2 separate regions of the Pan troglodytes genome follow, and region 2 is linked to region 1. A link is a contact called in public HiChIP or PLAC-seq data. All regions are on one chromosome and are shown on one strand. Each heading gives the region's core, a stretch centred on a gene start, on an enhancer-like site or on the middle of the called end of the contact. The rest is flanking DNA. Distances are from core to core; before and after follow the strand shown.

The links. HiChIP or PLAC-seq counts read pairs in DNA pulled down with a chosen protein or histone mark.
Region 2: an H3K4me3 HiChIP or PLAC-seq map of stem cell-derived excitatory neurons shows a contact between it and region 1, with 2.5 times the contacts expected there. The contact joins the promoter of B3GALNT2 here to the promoter of GNG4 in region 1. A contact is called at or near these places in 1 of 7 Hi-C or Micro-C datasets (stem cell-derived neural progenitor cells) and 1 of 1 datasets of contacts at active chromatin or transcription factors (stem cell-derived excitatory neurons).

What each region holds. Positions count from the first base shown.
Region 1 is chr1:13,511,906-13,516,517 of NHGRI_mPanTro3-v2.0_pri, forward strand. It overlaps GNG4 (G protein subunit gamma 4), which reads left to right and starts at 2,140. Exons shown (of 4, transcript XM_054660529.2): 1 at 2,140-2,324.
Region 2 is chr1:13,658,140-13,662,751 of NHGRI_mPanTro3-v2.0_pri, forward strand. B3GALNT2 (beta-1,3-N-acetylgalactosaminyltransferase 2) reads left to right here and starts at 2,820. Exons shown (of 13, transcript XM_054660491.2): 1 at 2,820-3,161. The coding sequence starts at 3,050.

The DNA of each region.
Region 1 (4,612 bases), core at 890-3,389:
TTACATAAGAAGTAAATGAACTAAACATTCCAATTAAAAGTAGAGATGGGGTTTCACCATGTTGACCAGGATAGTCTCGATCTCTTGACCTCATGATCCTCCCGCCTCGACCTCCCAAGGTTTTCCTTCTTTATCCCTAGTCATATTCTTTGTTCTGAAGTCTTCTTTGTTTTTATCTATATAACCACTGCGGATTTTTTACTATTAGTTGTCAAGCTGACAGATCGTCAAGCTGAATTTTAAAAGCAGATCCAGCTCTGTGCTGCCTACGAAGATGGAGAATCCCACTTTTAAGAATAAAGATACAGGCCGGGCGCGGTGACTCACGACTGTAATCCCAGCACTTTGGGAGGCCGAGGTGGGAGGATCACCTGAGGTCAGGAGTCTGAGACCAGCCTGGACAACAAGTTGAAATCCGGTCTCTACTAAAAAGGCAAAAATTAGCTGGGTGTGGTGGTGGACGCCTGTAATCCCAGCTGCTCAGGAGGCTGAGGCAGGAGAATCACTTGAACCTGGGAGGCGGAGGTTGCAGTAAGCTGAGATGGCACCATTGCACTCCAGCCTGGGCGACAAGAGCGAGAGTCTGTCTCAAAAAAAAAAAAAAAAAAAGATACAGATAGATTTAAAAATTAAAAGGATATAAACACATATCATGCAAACACTAATAGTAAGAAATCTGCAGTGGTTATATAGATATAAACAAAGAAGACTTCAGAACGAAGGATATGACTAGGAATAAAGAAGAAAAACCTTGGGAGGCCGAGGAGGGCAGCTCATGAGGTCAAGAGATCGAGACTATCCTGGCCAACACGGTGAAACCCCATCTCTACCAAAAATACAAAAATTAGCTGGGCATGGTGGCGTACGCCTGTAGTCCCAGCTACTCTGGAGACTGAGGCAGGAGAATCGCTTGAACCCAGGAGGAGGAGATTGTAGTGAGCCGAGATCGCGCCACTGCACTCTAGCCTGGGCGACAGAGCGAGACTCCCTCCCACTCCGGAAAAAAATAAATAAATAAGAAGAAAGAAAACTGATACCCAGGGTCCTGGTGCCAGACTTTACACTACTGCAGCTATCCTGGGTGATGTCCAGAGATGAACGGAATCAGAATTACCTGGAGGGTTTGGGGAATCACAGGTTGCTGGGCCCCACCCCCAGAGTTTCTGATTCCTTAGGTCTGGGTGGGGCCTGGGAGTCTGCATCTCTAAAAGATTCCCAGGTGACACGCTGATTCTACTGGTCTTGGGATCCACTCTGGAACCACTGGTTGACTGGCCTCTTCCTCCTGTTTAAAACTGACATAATCCTATCTTGAATGATAGTGTAACAATTCGAAAGATAAAATAAGGAAATCATGCGCTTGAAAGTGTAGACACTGATTTCCCTTGTGATTGATTAATTGAGATTGGGATTTGGGATCAAAGGAAACCTAGGATTCTGCCTTAGCCAACCAGTCGGGGGCGGGAGGTGGGCAGGAAATGCAGGAGAAATAAGATTTTGGGGTGAAAACAATGAGCTCGGGTTTGGATTTGCTTGAATTTTCAATGCAGTACTCATATATCTTTCTCACTTTTAAAAGTCTGTGAGGTGGACATGGACTGGCTTAGTCGTTTTGCCAAGGTTTAATTTTGTGCCTTAAATGGGCACTTGAGAGCTTTGTAAAAATCGATGTGTTTGCTGGCCCCGTGTTTACGGGCCTTTGTGATCTCCGCGTTCGCATCCAATCTGGCCCTTGGGCTCCGAGAAGGTACACGTGTGTGTAGGGCAAGGTCCAACCAGTGGGGCCAGGGATCTGAGCAACAAGCGCGCCCTGTGTCCTTTGTGGCAGGGACCGCTTGTGGACGGCGGATGAGGATGAGGCGCCCCGATCTTCCCGAAATATTTCCTAATCGTTCATCATGATGTTATGTTGTTGTTTTCACAAAGGGAATTAATATTGGCCTCCTTTTCTACAAATCTTGCCAACACTACGTGAAATGTTTTCGTTGCTTCTCTATTCCCAAGGTTTCGTATTATTTTACCAAGTCGGAAAATGGACGGCGCTTAAACTGTTTTTTCCCTGAAAGGAAGAGGGCTGTAATCACTAAAGTGTTTTAAAATCTCCAGCGCAAAAGCCTGCGGTGCCACAGGGACGAGGCCTGGAGAGCAGTCGCTCCTAGAACCGGGGCGCGAAGGGCACCCCCGCCTCCAGCACGCGCCCTCCGCCCTCCCGGCCTCGCTCCCCCCGGAGTGGGGGCCTCGCCGGCCCCTGGGCCCCGTCACTCAGCAACGTCGGGTCAGCCTTCGCCGGGTTAGTGGCGACGCGGCCGCGCGAATTCGCACAGGTATTCCGCGTTTCTCCGCCGTTCCCCGCCTTGGCCGGAGGCTTCCGAGGCGTCCCTTGGTGCAGGGTGGGAAGCGGCCCGCGCCCCAACGGCCCAGGCGCTGGAGCTCACCCCGAGCGAGGGCGGTACCTGAGGCTTCGGGGAGCCCGCGCTGACCGCGGCCCCGTCCCCAGACCCCTCCAGCAACCCCGGCCCCGCCCCAGACCCCTCCAGTGATTTCCCCCCCCCGGCCCCGCCCCGCAGATCCCTCCACTAATTTTCCCCCCCGGCCCCGCCCCGCAGATCCCCCCAGTGATCTCCCCCCGGCCGCGCCCCCCAGACCCCTCCAGTGATTCCCCCACGGCTCGGTCCCCCAGGCCCCCCCAGTGATTTACCCCCCGGCCCCGCCCCACAGACCCCTCCAGTGGTCCCCCGGCCACGCGGGCTCCTGGGGGGCGGGGCGGGGGCGCGGCCCTTTGCTGGGACAGGGGGCGTGGGCCCGAGTAGCGGGCGGGGGGCGCGGGCCGGGGCTGGGGCGGGGGCGGGGGCGGGGAGCGCGGGAGCCCCGGTGACGCAGCAGTGACGTCGGTGGCAGCGGGCGGGATTTCCCGGGCGAGACCCCGCGGCGGAGTGGGCGCGGCCAGCGTGGAACGGGGGCGAGGGTCGCAGAGTCGCCGGCTCCCCCTTCCCCAGTCTGGGCCCCCACGGCACAGGGGGCCGAGCAGAAGCCCCCAGCGTCCAGGGCCGGGGGAGGGTCCGCCTGCGCCCCCAGGCCCGCGTGGTCGGGCCCTGCAGGGCGGGAGGCGCGGCGCGGGGCGGGGCCGGTGACGGGACGCGGAGACCCCGCGGGCGGCGGGAGGGGCACGAGGCGCGCGTTTGCACCCGAGCCCGGCCCGCGCCCCGATGCGGAGCGATGCCGCTCGGCCTGGCCGCCCCCCGCGAGCACCGCGCTGCAGACGAAGCCCGCGCGTGATCCCGCTCCGGGTAAGTGGGCGCCCGGCCGGAGCCCCGGGTGTCCGCGGGGAGAGCCCAGCCCGGTGCAGCCAGACGCGGAAGAGAAACTCGGGGTGAAAGTCTCCGGACCTAGGGAGACGGCTCTGGCGCCGGTGTGGTCCTCACGCCGCCAGCTGCTGCTGCACGCGACACAAAGCCCTGTGGTTCCTTCGGCCTCCTCTCCCGGGACCTCCCGCCGGGCCCCGGGGAAGCCCGCGCGCGGGTGTGGACAGCCCCCTCGGAGCGCGTCCAGGGGCTTCCGGGGCTGGGGGCGCCCGGTCCCTCCGGCATGAGGCAGGTGGGGGCTCGGGGGTCCCCTCTTCCATTTGTAGGTCACAGAGCGTTTGCCGTTCTCCCAGCGGGGACGTCCCCCGTGGAAAAGGACCTCAGTGGCAGGAGATGGCGTGGCTGGTTGGGCGTTTTCTTTGGGGAAATGTTTCTGGCGAGTGCCTGAGGAAGCCCTCCTGGCTCCCCAGCAGCCCGGACGCCGCCTCGGGAGCACTCGGGGTGACGCTGGAGCCACCGCAGCTGAGGGTGGTTTTCCTCACCTCCTTGATGGCGTCTGTCCCCGAGGCTGGTGCTGAACTGAAATGTGCTTCGTTCGCCGCGCGCGCCCGGCAGCAACCGGGGAGCTTTGTTTGGCTTGATTTTTTAAATTGCCTTGGAAATAACGCGAAACGGCGGGAGGGTGAAGTGGGGAGGAGGACAGAGCGTGGTGGGGAAAGACTCCTTAATTTAAGATTTGCTTCATTTCGAGTATTTGGGGCTAAGGTGTTAGGAAACCCGAAAATGTTAAAGTTTGATCAAGTAATAAAGTGGATGATGGACGCCGGGCCTCCCACCGTCTCCCCGGCCCCGCGGCTGCCGCGTCTCTCCTCTACCCGTCGCCTCCCAGGACTGTCAAATGCTGGCACCGGGCCCGTGCCTCTCAGCCCGAGCAAAAGGCCGCCTAGGCTGCGCCCGTGTGCTCCATTAAAACGTGCCAGTCCTGTCGTCTGCTCATGAGTGAGGTGTGCCGCTTCCCACAGTGGACAGGAAATTTGCAGCGGCGAATGCCTCACAGTAGCCATGGGGGGCCTGGGCTCTGCGGCCGGCTTCTCGATTCCTCCCGCAACTCCTTTTCCTGATTTTTGTATGAGGCGGGGGAGGGGAACCAGCCGCCATCTGATCTGGCCCTGTTCCCTGCAAGAGGCGACTGGGGGGACAACTAAGTTGGTAAATGGAAAGCCTTTTCCAGCCCGGAGAAACAGACAGAGTACCTATAAACTGGATTGTTTTTGAAATGTAGGGTTTGCTCAGTGACCGGTCATGATAAG
Region 2 (4,612 bases), core at 1,570-4,069, 150 kb after region 1:
GCCATCATGGTTACCAACCACCCTAGTTTGTCTCTCCCTAATTCTAATTCTAATTCTGTTAACTTGTTCCTACTTACCCTATGAGCCCCTTGACTGCACAGACTGTTTATATCACTACTGAGTTTTTTTATTCTTTCCATTATACATACTGTCACTTTTACCTTTTTTTTTTTTTTTTTAGAAACAAGGTCCCACTCTGTCACCCAGACTGAGTCCTGTGGTGTGATCATAGCTCACTCTAACCTTGAACTCTGGGGCTTAAGTGATCATCCTGCCTCAGCCTCCTGAGTAGCTGGAACTATAGGCGTATACCACCATGCCCAGCTAATTGTTAATTTTTTGTAGAGACGAGGTCTTGCTATGTTGCCCAGGCTGGTCTTGAACTCCTGGACTCAAGTGATCCTCCCACCTCAGCCTCCTAAAGTGCTGGGATTACAGGAATTACTGTCTTGCAATCTTAACTCACTTTAGTCATGAGATTATTAGGGGACAGTAGAAAACAGGTAAGTGGAAAGGTCACTGGTCCTATGAACAAGTACTATAGACATCTCCCACTCTGATGTGATTTGAAGGTGTTACAAAGTTATTCAAAACTATTTTTGTTACAAGCCTGTCAGAGAGCCAGTGAAAAACTTCCCCTCTAGGTTGTTAAGTGAAACAACACCTTGATTATTTAATATATTCGGATGACTTATGTTTATTCTTCCCTTTAGTGCTCATTGTAACTTTGAACAGTTGTTTAAATACTGCTAGTTGATACTGCAATCTGTCTCATTTCAATCCCACACTCACACTTCCCCTACATGGCCCTAATTGTTATATTTTCCAGAGCAGGAATAACCTTCTAACATGCTGGTTGAGTATATTTCTTTATTATGTCTATAGTCTGCGCCCTACTCCCCATCAACACAGGATAGGGATCTTTATTTTGTTCACTGGTGTATCTAAAGTACCTACAAAAGTGCTGGCACATAATAGACACTCAATAAGTATTTGTCGAATGACTAGCTCTGCTGAAATGAGGGATTAGTCCTCTTTTTAGGATAACTCATTCTAATTCACAAAATGAAAATTTTACAATATCAACAGAGGCCATTTACTACCTTTCCTGAGGATAAAAATAGTATACTTTTTCTGGCAACCAATTATTACTTTCTTGCCTTTTCTTTTTTGTTGTTGTTGTTTGTTTGTTTGTTTTTGAGACAGAGTCTCGTTCTGTCACCCAGGCTGGAGTGCAATGGCGCGATCTCGGCTCACTGCAACCTCCGCCTCCTGGGTTCAAGCGATCCTCCTGCCTCAGCCTCCTGAGTAGCTGGGACTGCAGGTGCCCACCACTACGCCCGACTAATTTTTGTATTTTTAGTAGAGACAGGGTTTCACCATGTTACCCAGGCTAGTCTCGAACTCCTGCCCTCAAGTGATCCGCCCACCTCGGCTTCCCAAAGTGCTGGGATTACACGCGTGAGCCACCGCGAGCCAAAGTACTTTTTTCCCTTAAGCCTGTTTGAGTTGGGTCTTCTGTCATCCAAGACTTTTTTTCAATAATACAGTCACCTTCTGTTTCCACACTTGTGGAAACTTAAAAAAAAAAAAAAAAAAAAAAAAAACCGCGGCCGAGCGCGGTGGCTCACGCCTGTAATCCAAGCATTTTGGGAGGCCGAGGCGGGCGGATCACCTGAGGTCAGGAGCTGGAGACCAGCCTGGCCAACATGGCGAAACCTCGTCTCTACAAAAAAAATACAAAAATTAGCTGGGCGCAGTGGCGGGCGCCTGTAATCCCAGCCACTCAGGAGGCTGAGGCAGGAGAATCGCTTGAACCCAGGAGGCGGAGGTTGCAGCGAGCCGAGATCGCGCCATTGCACTACAGCTTGGGTGACAGAGTGAGACTCCGTCTCAAAAACAAAAGCAGAAACAAAAACCGCCCCCATAGCCCAGCCGCTCGTTCTCATCCTTCTCTCCCATCCTCACCCCAGTGCCTTCACCGCCCCGTCCCCGCTTTCCGGCTGCCTCGGCGCGGGCCTGGTGGGCCAGGAGGGCTCCCACCCGGGGCAAAGCCGCAAGACGCGGGGCCGGCGTTCTGCCTGGAAGGCGCGCTGCGGCCACCCTTCCCCAGGTCCCCGGAGCCCACGTTCTCCCAGCTCGCCCGGCTCCCGTTTCGCTCCCAGCTCCAGTATGAACCCGGAGCACGTGCAGTTCTACCCTGATTGGCTCGTCATCATCGTGCTCCACAGCCTAGTCCCCAGCTCGCTGTCTGTCACCCTGCGTTCCCAGAGCACAGAACCGGGCAAAGAGCCGGGAACCCACGGCACCAGAGCTAATCCCTGATGAGTCACCGCTCCAGGCGCGGACACTCGGGCTTCCTCGCCCCACTCTACGGGCCAAGGAGATGTCAGCAGGATCCCACCTCCCACAGCAGTCGAGCAAGAGAGCACGCGGAACAAAGGAGCTCTGCGTGATTTCACACAAGAGCCACTCGGATTTCCTTCAAATCTGAGGCAAAGCGCATTTCCCTTCGCGGCTCCGGGCAGCCTCCGAGCACCGGGTCTCCGGCACTACCTCCCCTGGGCCGTGGGGTGGCAGCAAACGTCAAGGGGGATGCGCATGCTCTGTGTGGGGCCTCGCGCTTCGTCCCCGCGGCCGCCGAGTGACGGAAGTGCGTGCTTAGGCTCATGGGAAATGTGGTTTCTAAACCGCGGGCGCCCCCTGCCTGGGCCCAGAGCGGGACTTCAGCTCCCGGCCGGCTGGCGGACGCGTGTGGAAACGCGGGAGGAGAGGGCGGGGCGAGTGGGAGAAAAGGTGGGCGGAGCCGGTGGGAAGGCGAGGCGGAGGGGGCGGGGCTTCGGCCGGCTAAGCCGCGGCCACCCGCGGTCTGAGGGACCGGAGGAGCGGGGCCGGGAGCTGCGAGGAGCCCCCCCAGACGTCGCCGAGCGCGAGGGTGGGCGTGCTCGGAGGGTCGCTCGTCAGCCGCCGCCCCTCAGTCTCCGCACTTGCAGGTCCCCTCCCTCTCCGCCGGGACGCGGTAGAGCCCGGCTCGCGGCGGGGGCGGCCAATGCGAAACTGGCTGGTGCTGCTGTGCCCGTGTGTGCTCGGGGCCGCGCTGCACCTCTGGCTGCGGCTGCGCTCCCCGCCGCCCGCCCGCGCCTCCGGGGCCGGCCCTGCAGGTGAGGTCCTGGGGCCGGGCGGGTTGGCGGCCGCCGTGGGGGTGGGAGGCCCGGCTTGGTGCCGCGGGGCTTCGCCGGGAATTGTTGGAGGCGGGGGAAGGGCCAAACGCGACGGTCCCCAGACGAAACAAACGGCTCTTTTCATCCTTGGAGCGTTAACATCGGGCAAACTTGAGGGAGCTTTTCTCTTTTCGTGTCCCCGCCGCTTCTCACTTCCCCGTTTCCCTTAACGGCCGCAGAGCCGGCGCCCGCAGCTGCAAGTCCTTCGCCCGTCCCCAGGCCTGGTTAGTGATGTCCGACGCCGCCGGTTCGCCCGGGAGCGGAACCTCGTGTGCCCTTCAGCCGCCAGCGCTTTCTGCTTTGGGAGCTCTGGCTCTGAAGTTGTTTTCTTCCCCTCCAAGTTGTTGGTCTTTCTCGGTCAAGACTGGGGTTTTAGTGCCGTGGATAATGTGTGTGCGTGTTTTCAAAGGTGGCTCGGTTTTGCTTTTAAGGAATAACTTTGCTGTAACAATATACTGTAGTTCGTATTCTTGGATTATGATGTAAGTCGGTTAAACAAATCTAGACATGAAATAGGGCATGGCCGAGAGTGGAGTTGTTCCTGAGTTTGGATCGCATAACCTGCTAATGCAGTTTACATGGAAATATCAAATTCTTTAACGATCATGTCCATTTGCTCTAAAACTTAATCTCTCGTAGGAATGAAACCTTTGTTCTTGTTTCGCGTCACAGCCTAATAGAATGCTTTACTCACGGTGCCCAGCCGATTGTTTTGTTAGTGGGTTCCACCACCCTGAACACTACTTTAGCTTTCCCTGTATCTCTTGTCTTCTTCTTTAATGGCTTGCCCTAGAACATGAAAGAAACCTAGAAAGCTCTTTTAAATATTATGTAATACTTAATTTTGTAACTATACTGGGACTTTTTTTCCTTACCATCTCTCCCCAAAACAGCTGTTTTCTAATCCAAAAGTTCTTAAAATTAGAATTGAGTGTTTGCAGTTCAGCACTCTATGCCTTATAAGTAGAAAGTATTCGGCAATCCTCAAAACAGTCTCAGTTATATGAAATTATGTTGAGGTTATTTTGGTAACAGTCTCTTTTCCTATTAGATCACTAGCTCTTTGAAAAGGATTTGTGTGACCTGAATAGAATTAAACACTATTTAAGTGATTTAATGAAAGTACAGTGTTGCTATGCACTTAACCAGTTAATGGGGTCAGGGTTTTGCTCAGTGTTTTTTAGGTTTTTGTGAAGTGAACTAAGAAGAGAATGCCATATATAAAAAATGCTTTGTAACAGCTGCTTGTGTGTTACAGGTTTCTCTCTTTTGTTATGAGTGAGCCCTGCTGGAATCTCCTTGTAGAGCCTCATTAAGTCTGTTTATGGCCTTAATGGTTGTTTAGGGTTCAGTAAAACAAACAAAAACTGAAATGTTAGTAGACTTCAAAC